Regions from separate parts of the Mus musculus genome. Here regions 2 and 3 are each linked to region 1. Evidence: chromatin contacts called from public Hi-C and HiChIP or PLAC-seq data. All regions are on one chromosome and are shown on one strand. The core of a region is the stretch at or near the end of the contact, and the rest is flanking DNA. Distances in the headings are between cores, read along the strand shown.

Region 1 (2,715 bases), core at 63-2,562:
TGGTTGGTTAGCATGCATGTATGTGAGCTGCCTGAGCTCCCGGTGAGTGTGGAGGCCAGAGAAGTGTTGAATCCCCCTGTGACTCAGGGCAGTTGTGAGCGGTCATGTAAGTACTTGCTCTTAAGCCTACATCCTTGGATGGAGAGCTCAACCACTGAGCTGTCTCCAGCTTCTCATTTATGGTTTTATCTCTCATTTATTATCTTTTTTTTTTATGTTTACTTATGTATATGAGTACACTGTAGCTGTCTTCAGACACACCAGAAGAGGGCATCAGATCTCATTACAGATGGTTGTGAACCACCATGTGGTTGCTGGGATTTGAACTCAGAACCTCTGGAAGAGCAGACAGTGCTCTTAACCACTGAGCCATCTCTCCAGCCCCCTCATTCCCCCCCCCCCCCCCCCCCCCCGAGACAGGGTTTCTCTTCTCTGTGTAGCCCTCACTGTCCTGGAACTTACTTTGTAGACCAGGCTGGCCTTGAACTCAGAAATCCGCCTTCCTCTGCCTCCCAAGTGCTGGGATTAAAGGCGTGCGCCACCACCGCCCGGCTATCCTCATTTTTCTAAGAGCTGTTTTTTATCATGGATGGTGCAGAGCCACATTCTGAGGCTTTCAGTGGTCTGCAAGCCAGACCTGGTGGGGCAAGAACCCAACTGTCTCAGGTTGGCTATGTGGGAAAGCTGAGGGAATTAGGTGGCCTTGCCAGCCAGGTGGCACCGCTGTACTTTGGAGGTGGACATTCTCCACTTTGTCATCAACAAAACTCCGTGATGCCTGAAAATTTAAAGGTGACCTTTCCTGGACTTGGACTTTTCCTTTGTGCTTTTTCTGTCTCTTGATTTTGCTGGGTGGTTTCACATGGCCTTGGATTAAGTCACTGTTCTGTTGCTGGGAAGAGACACCATGGTCAAGGCAGCTGTTACAAGAGAAAACATTCATTTGGGAGCTTGCTTATAGTTACAGAGGTGCTCTGGTGGAAAGCAGCGGGCAGGCACTGAAGCAGTGACGTCACACCCTGATCTGCGGGCAGAAGGAAACATGGAGTGGCATGGCCTTTGAAACCTCCAAGTCCACCCTCAGTGACAATTTCTTCTAAGAAGGCCACACCTGATCCTCTCAGTGCCACTCCCTGGCGACTAAGCATTTATATATATGAGCCTCTGGGGCCATTACTCAAGCCACCACAGCCATCCTGCCTCGGCTTCCCAGTTCATATTGAGAAAGTAAAGTAAGGATGGATAATTTGTAGCCTGGCACACGTACCAGACATCACCCTGAGCAACAGTTCTGTGAGACCAGGCTGTCCTGGTCTGCGGAGTAGGAACGGCAGGCCTGCAACCGAGCGGTGCCGACAGTAGGGCAGATCCTGAGTCGGCAGGTTTGGCTCAGGCACCATTTCATTAAATAGTTGTGAACTTAACTAAAGCCTAAGGCCTGGGGATGTTAGGTCAGGGCTTGCCGAGTATGTATGAGGCACGGGATTTGACCCCAGATACATGGGGCTGCAGTCTCGGAGCTAGTGAGTGAGTGCAGGAGCTGGAGAGACAGGCAGCAGAGAGCAGCGGGGACCTCCCAGAACCACCCACAAAGTGGTTCACAACTCCACTGCCAGAGGGCATCCTTCTATCCTCTTCTGGTCTCCTCAGACGCCATGCACATACGTGACAAAACGTCTAAAGTTAAAAAGTTTAAAGCAGAGTAGATCTGTAACCGAGAGCAAAGCTGTCATCTCGAGGTGGATTTTGAAGACTTGGGGCATAGATCCTAAGTCTTAACTGGTTTTCTTTCTGGTTCAGTTTTTGGACTTGGTCCAGTCCTGCCATGTGACTTCAGCTGACCTCAAGTCTTCAGGTTGTTTTGTTTTTTTGTTTTTTCATCTGCTGAACTTAGGAGTGCCTGCTTAACTTGAAGCATACTGAGTGAAAGGACACAGCCTATTCGAGTTCATTAACCCAAAGGGAACAAGAGAGGGCCTAGGAGTTAGCTCGGTTACACAGATGGCAGCGCTGGGTATGGGCAGAGGTGGTGCTCAGGAACAGGTCATTCCAAATGTCCCTCTGGATCTATTGTGGAAATGTTTTGGGAGGCAGAATGAGCTGGGTCTATGTCCTGTGGGTAATGAGGTGGATTTAGGAGTGTAGGGTAGTTGAGTCTGTGTTCTGTGGATAATAAGGTGGACCGGGAATGGGAGCCATAGGCCAATTGGCATCTGCTCCAGGCTTTCCTCAGAATGTAGGATATACACAATGTTGTCTGTGCATTTCGCTCTCTGGCGTGGTATGATTGATCCAGCAGCCTCCTCTGCAGGCTGTTCCCTCAGACCACAGAAAAGGATGACCCAGTCAGCTTGCACTTCAGTCACTGAGCCCAGCACTTAGCCCAACTGGACAGGAGATGGAGAAGGTTTGGTGTCCGTTAGTTGATTGAATCGTGGTATTTTGAAACAGTGTAATATTCCTAATGAAAGGAAAAATTGGGGGTACTTTTAAAAAGAGTTCCAAGCTGTTTTCTATGTGGGTCTAGGAGCTGGAAAGTTTTATATTGGTTACAAAATTACTGTAATCCCCCTTTGACTACTTGGGCTTCCAGGTTTTTTCTGTTTTTTGGAGCAGGCACCTATCTGTGTGCTTAGTCCTACCCAGAAGGCTCTACTAGGATTCAAAGTAGTTTCCTTCAGGTGTTTGGATCCAAGCCTTGCGGGGATGCCTGGC
Region 2 (2,715 bases), core at 111-2,610, 210 kb before region 1:
TGAGAGCCTGCACCACCATGTCCAGCCCTGTACCCTGAGTAAGCATGCCGTTCTTTAAAGGGCAGGGGCCATAATTTGAATTTCCCTTTCTAACTCCCATGATTCAGAATAAACAATGCCTAAAACCATTATGGTTCCTTTCTACTCCACGTCCATGCCTGCTACTAAGCTCCTCTGCAAGCTTTCCTCGCAGTGAGTCTTTTGGGTGATTTGATATTCTTAAATAACCAACCATTACTTTCATCTTAATTTTCATATGCATCTTCACCTGAAGTTCCATCTTTTTTTTTTTCTTTTTTTTGGCTCGGTGTGTTTTCTTATTTTTGTTGGTCTCCATCACAGATGGGATTTTTTTCACTGGTAATTCCTCAGAACTAAATCCATTCATAGGGAATTCAGAGCAGTGAAAATAAATTTCACGCCTTAGAGTGGGGAATGGTAACAATAAAAAGGAGCCAAGGGATCTTGGAAGAAGACTAGCCCAGCTCAGTTCTCCACTGGTGGTGGGGTTTGCACAGGCTGGCTCACATAACCTGCACCGCAGTCCTTAGGGATCTTCAGCTCCTCCGGCTTCCTCCTATCAGTGAGAGACCTGCCAGAGAAGAACCACCGCTGGTTGCCTGGCACCACACTCTCCGGCAGGTAAGTGCCCCGTCATGTGAAACACTGTGTCTGTGTGCGGACCACAAGCTTGAGGTCTTTGCCTGGGCAGAGCCTCAGATGGAGCTGATGCGTGTCCAGAATTGGGAGGTGGCTCGGGAACATCCAGAGTCTCCATGTCACTCTCTTCCTCCACCGTGCTGATTGGTGGTGCCAGGCAATAGACTGGCAGCGGGTACCGGTTGCCCAGCTCATCGTAGCACTCTGTCAGGGCACTGTGTGGTAGTGTTATGTTTGCACCATCAATGATTGCCTGTGCCAATTCATGATCATTGCTTTCAAAAGCCTGTGCAGTGGCCTTCAAAGCATCCCAGATCTCCTTTCCGGCCTTCAAAAGCTGGTGCAGTGTCCCGGAATTCATCCCTCTTGCTGCACAGTTGTCCATCTGTTAGAGGATAGTCGGTTTTCCATTCTGGTTTCTCCTTTTTCAAAGGCTGGTTTATGATCTAGAGCAACTCCCATGCGGGAGGAGTCTGGGCTGCTGGGCGCCCACGCACCCGTCCCTGGGGCCGCGGCCGCCACCAAAGGGTGCTCGTCCCACCGCCTCGCCCAGCCCTTTCCTCCGTGCCCACTTCTACCTCAGCCCCCGGCCACCTGGCCCGCAGACCCGGCCCGCGTGCTTTCCTCAGCTCCCGCTCGACCCCGCCAGGCCGGACTTGGACCATCCCGGGCGGGCCGCAGCAAACGCTCCTCCCATGCTTCCCCACGCCCCCGCGTCTAGGCCCCAGCACTGCTGCCGCTGCTGCCAGGCAGCCAGGCTCCACTGTCCCCTTCCTCTGAAGTTACATCATTGGTTACTGTTTTAGTTCCATCCAGAGTTTCAGCACCAAATGTAAGGTGCAGTAAAACCACTGAACTGGACTATCTGGGGAGAAAGAAAGGTTCATTGGGAACCAAAGAAGCAAAATGGTGGCAGAGCAAGAGGTTTTTATATGCCAGTCAACAGAGTGGTCCTTGGGCTGATACAGACTGTTCATGTTGACAGGGAACTAGGTCCCTTACCCAGGGTAGTTGACCTTTGGGGGCAAGATTAAGAGAGGTTCCTCGTTAGCAGAAACCCACCTTTAAGCCTCAACCCAGCCAAAATCCTATCTCAGACATTGGCCTCGGCACTGCCATTTTGAGGAGCAGCTTTAAGCTATCAGTGACTAAAAAGCTCATGCCTTAAAATGTTGCATCATAGCCAGACAGTGGTGGCGCACGCCTTTAATCCCAGCACTTGAGAGGCAGAGGCAGGTAGATTTCTGAGTTCGAGGCCAGCCTGGTCTATAGAGTGAGTTCCAGGACAGCCAGGGCTATACAGAGAAATCCTGTCTCAAAAAAAAAAAAAAAAAAAAAAAAAAAAAAAAGGAAAGGAAGAGGAAGGAGGAGGAGGAGGAGGGGGAGGAACAGCTATATGCAACAGACTGATAGCTAGCTATGCACTAAGTGGGGAAATCGGGGTGAGGTAAACATGTCTGCTTTCTACTTTTGCTTCAGAAATGGTGCTTAAAACACCATTGGCCAGAGCAATAAGATGGACTGAAGGGAAAATCAATAAGAAAAAATTAAGTCAGATGAAGACATTAGAAAATTTAAAAAACTAAACAAAAACCTCCCAATAGTCATGGATCAGAATTGCTGTTGTATAAATGAACATATTACTGAAAGTAATTCACATACTCAGAATTTCAATGAGATTCTTTCCAGAAGTAGAAAAAAAAAAAAAAAAAACCCAAAGTGTAAACGGAAGTTTCCAAATAGCCAAAGCAGTGTGAAGCTAGGAGAAGCAGGACTGCAGAAACAGCGCCCCATTTCCCTGTCTACAACTGAGCTGTAGGACGGAGCCTGGGGCTCCAAGCCAGCGTGGAGCTTGGCACAAAGCACAAGTGTACACCAATGCGACAGAGGGCTCAAAGGTAAACGCATGCAATTATAACCCTATGATTGTTAACAAAGATGCCAAAAACCTTAGAGAAAAGGCAAGTTCCATGCTGGGCAAACTGCACAGCAGAAGCCCAAGTGTGAGACTTGAGAACCGCATGGCACCTAGTGAGTGCCTCCGTCCTCAGAGGG
Region 3 (2,715 bases), core at 104-2,603, 160 kb before region 1:
GTCACAGGAGTGTGGTCTGCTGTGCTGCTCCACCTCAAACCAAAGCCATGCATCTTTAATGACCAATTAAATGACTCTAAGATTTTTTTTTCAATTATCCTTTTCTTTTAGAGGAACAGAACACCCACTTCTTGTTCCATTAGAGCAGGCATGAGGTCCAGCAGGATAATTCTGTTAAACCTGACTGTAAGTGCGATAAGCGCTTTGGTTTTCCTGGTGCCGACGCCACCCCTTCATCCTACCTGGTAGTAAAAACCCATTATTGGGCTGCTGGCAATCTCCACAGCATTAGTGCAGGGAGCGTAAGGACAGACAGCCTCTGGTGACAGGATGGGAAGTGATTTTTCACTCAGTACCTCTCTGGGATGGAAAACGTCTTCCACGCTTAGTAAATGGCTCAATTTACATAAATGAGAGGCTAATTATGGCGCGCCCACCTGAAAATGAAAGTACTCATTTAAACAGCATTAAAAAGCAATCTATGGCTTAGGAAATCAGCAGTTTTGAAACTTAGTCTAAGTGTGCATCGTGAGTAGCCTTAATGCGTGTATGTCATGAGCTAGAGTCATTATGGGCTGTTTCTGACGGAGCACTTTAATTATGTTTGAACACAGTGAAGAGTCTTCAAAAAAAGGGGGGGTAGCTGCTAAGATTTTACAGGGTGACTCACTTGGACTTTAACCCTAAAGGCATCGTTTTAAACCTTAAAAGACAATGGAAACACTAATTATAAAAAATAATGTTCTTCCAGTGTTTTCTCTCTTCCTACCATTTATTTGCAAGTCAACAATTTCTAATTCTCCTTTCACGAAATCAGAATAACTTACTTACTTGGTAACAAGTGAGTTTGGTTTGCTTATGCCTTTTTCTTTCCCTCCCTCATCTTCTCCTCTTCCTCTAGTTGAGGTCTTGATTTTTTTTTTTTTTTTTTTTTTTGAGACAGGATCTCTGTAGCCCAGGGTGACCTTGAGCTGGCTATATATGTTTGTATGTAATTGAGGCTAGTCTTCCTGCTTCAGCCTCTGGAGTCCAAAGACTGCAGATGAGTACCAACCATGCCCGGCTTTAGCAAGGAGCCAACTCTAATGATGGAATTCGGACCATCCGAGCAGCCCTGAACAGCGTTAGCCGTTCTCCTCATTCTTGCTTATTCTCTCTGCCCAGGTAAACTACCACCCTTAAAAGTTACAGTCACTCCCCGGATCTCTTCGGACACCTTCAGATCTATCTGGAAACTTAGCAAGAAATCTAATAGGAGGCGTAAAAAGAAGAAAAAGGTAAAATCTTCAGCGTCTGCACAGTTGAGTAGCAGCCACCAGGGGGCGCAAGATGAAGCGTGGGCCTCAGTGGAAATTAATGGCGCCTTCGATCCCAGAGTTTAGGGTCTAGGCCATCCTCCCCTAACCCACAGTCAAACGGATGATGGCTGTGTCACGAGGCAAGCAGTAAGACAACATCATCTCTCAAACATTAGTGAAAACTGCCTCAGCTCCTCTGCCCTGCTGAATTCGTGTTCCTGCAGGCCTGCTGCGGGTCTGCCAGGAGCCTCATGTCTGCTCTTAGGTGCCAGGGCTGCCCGGAGGAAGAAGAGGATTTGCATATGCTTACTCTCCACTGCGTAAAACTGAACTTTCTTTTTTAATGGGGCAAATATTTAATAGCACTGTTACGAAATGAGCTGTTTACAAGTAATAGGTAGAGGACTTTTGATACAGAAATTTAGAAGTGTGCACATGCATTTAAAAACCTAGACTGCGGGCTGGCGAGATGGCTCAGGAGGTAAGAGCACTGACTGCTCTTCCAGAAGTCCTGAGTTCAAATCCCAGCAACCACATGGTGGCTCACAACCACCTGTAATGAAATCTGATGCCCTCTTCTGGTGCGTCCAAAGACAGCTACAGTGTACTTATGTATAATAATAAATAAATCTTAAAAAAGCAAAAACAAAAACCTAGACTGCTGTACACCAAAATATCAGCATTGTTACTACCATCCAATGAGTAAATATTCTCCCCACCCGGGCTTGTATGTGTGTCGTCTATTTAGTTAGTTAGTTTTGAGGCTTGGTCTTACTCTGTATATCAGACTGGCAGACTGGGCTTAAACTTCTGGCAATCCTTTGTCTCCTTGAGATTACAGGCGTGAGCTACCATGCCTTTTTTGTTGTTGATGTTGTTGTTGTTTTGTTTTGCTTTGTTTTCTTCTTTATGTATTTTTTAAACACAACTATTTCTGACCCAGAACATAGTGGCTCATACCATCATCCTAATATTACTTGAGACGCTGAGGCAAGAGAATTGCCACAAGTTCAAGGCCAGCCTGGGCTATCTAGTGAGTTCAGGCCAATCTGGTACACAATGTGAAACTGCCTCAAAAACTAAAACAGAAGTAGTCCACAGTTGTAGAGAGAGAGAGAGGATGAGGAGCTAGAGAGACTCTAAATGCCGGCAGCGCAAACCCACTAAGCCAACCCGGGCACCAGCCGTCAGGTCGGAACACAAAAAGCAGGGCATGCAGGCAGGTGTCAAGCCCGTGACGGAATGAATGTCACAGACACTGCTGCCTGCCTGCGTTTGCTGTCCTCTGAGTAGTCACGTTTATTGGGTAAACCAACATTAGCCAGCTCAGTAGGAAGTGTTGCTCCGGGCTTTGCTTTTGAATTGCTGGAAAGTATAACTAGTTTGCAGCTGTATCCCACCCAAAGCTAGCTGGAAG

Evidence for each region. Hi-C and Micro-C count contacts between places; a contact is called where the count stands out from the background. HiChIP or PLAC-seq counts read pairs in DNA pulled down with a chosen protein or histone mark.
Region 2: a Hi-C map of embryonic stem cells shows a contact between it and region 1, with 1.7 times the contacts expected there. The contact joins two enhancer-like sites. A contact is called at or near these places in 2 of 39 promoter capture datasets (the 3T3-L1 cell line and 3T3-L1-derived adipocytes), 1 of 15 datasets of contacts at CTCF or cohesin (large pre-B cells), 22 of 484 Hi-C or Micro-C datasets (the AML12 cell line, the N1E-115 cell line, adipose-derived mesenchymal stem cells and 16 more), 4 of 115 datasets of contacts at active chromatin or transcription factors (bone marrow-derived macrophages, embryonic stem cells and large pre-B cells) and 3 of 9 other capture datasets (adipose tissue, liver and pancreatic islet).
Region 3: an H3K27ac HiChIP or PLAC-seq map of embryonic stem cells shows a contact between it and region 1, with 8 read pairs. The contact joins two enhancer-like sites. A contact is called at or near these places in 4 of 15 datasets of contacts at CTCF or cohesin (embryonic stem cells, large pre-B cells and pro-B cells), 55 of 484 Hi-C or Micro-C datasets (the 63-12 cell line, the AtT-20 cell line, B cells and 34 more), 8 of 115 datasets of contacts at active chromatin or transcription factors (bone marrow-derived dendritic cells, embryonic basal ganglia, embryonic stem cells and 3 more) and 4 of 9 other capture datasets (adipose tissue, embryonic stem cells, liver and 1 more).

The regions. Positions count from the first base shown.
Region 1 is chr9:96,329,693-96,332,407 of GRCm38.p6, reverse strand. No RefSeq gene overlaps it. Among named protein-coding and RNA genes, the nearest start is that of Atp1b3, 33 kb to the left of the region's middle. Within about 2 kb of position 1,312, at least 7 of the 459 cell types and tissues checked have an H3K27ac peak or open chromatin away from gene starts, as enhancers often do. A contact at or near this core is called in embryonic stem cells, where this site is marked.
Region 2 is chr9:96,535,631-96,538,345 of GRCm38.p6, reverse strand. It overlaps the pseudogene Gm8495. Among named protein-coding and RNA genes, the nearest start is that of Gm28729, 12 kb to the right of the region's middle. Within about 2 kb of position 1,360, at least 211 of the 459 cell types and tissues checked have an H3K27ac peak or open chromatin away from gene starts, as enhancers often do. A contact at or near this core is called in embryonic stem cells, where this site is marked.
Region 3 is chr9:96,490,634-96,493,348 of GRCm38.p6, reverse strand. It overlaps Gm28729 (predicted gene 28729), which reads left to right. Exons shown (of 11, transcript NM_001370882.1): 10 at 1,165-1,277. Among named protein-coding and RNA genes, the nearest start is that of Rnf7, 13 kb to the right of the region's middle. Within about 2 kb of position 1,353, at least 25 of the 459 cell types and tissues checked have an H3K27ac peak or open chromatin away from gene starts, as enhancers often do. A contact at or near this core is called in embryonic stem cells, where this site is marked.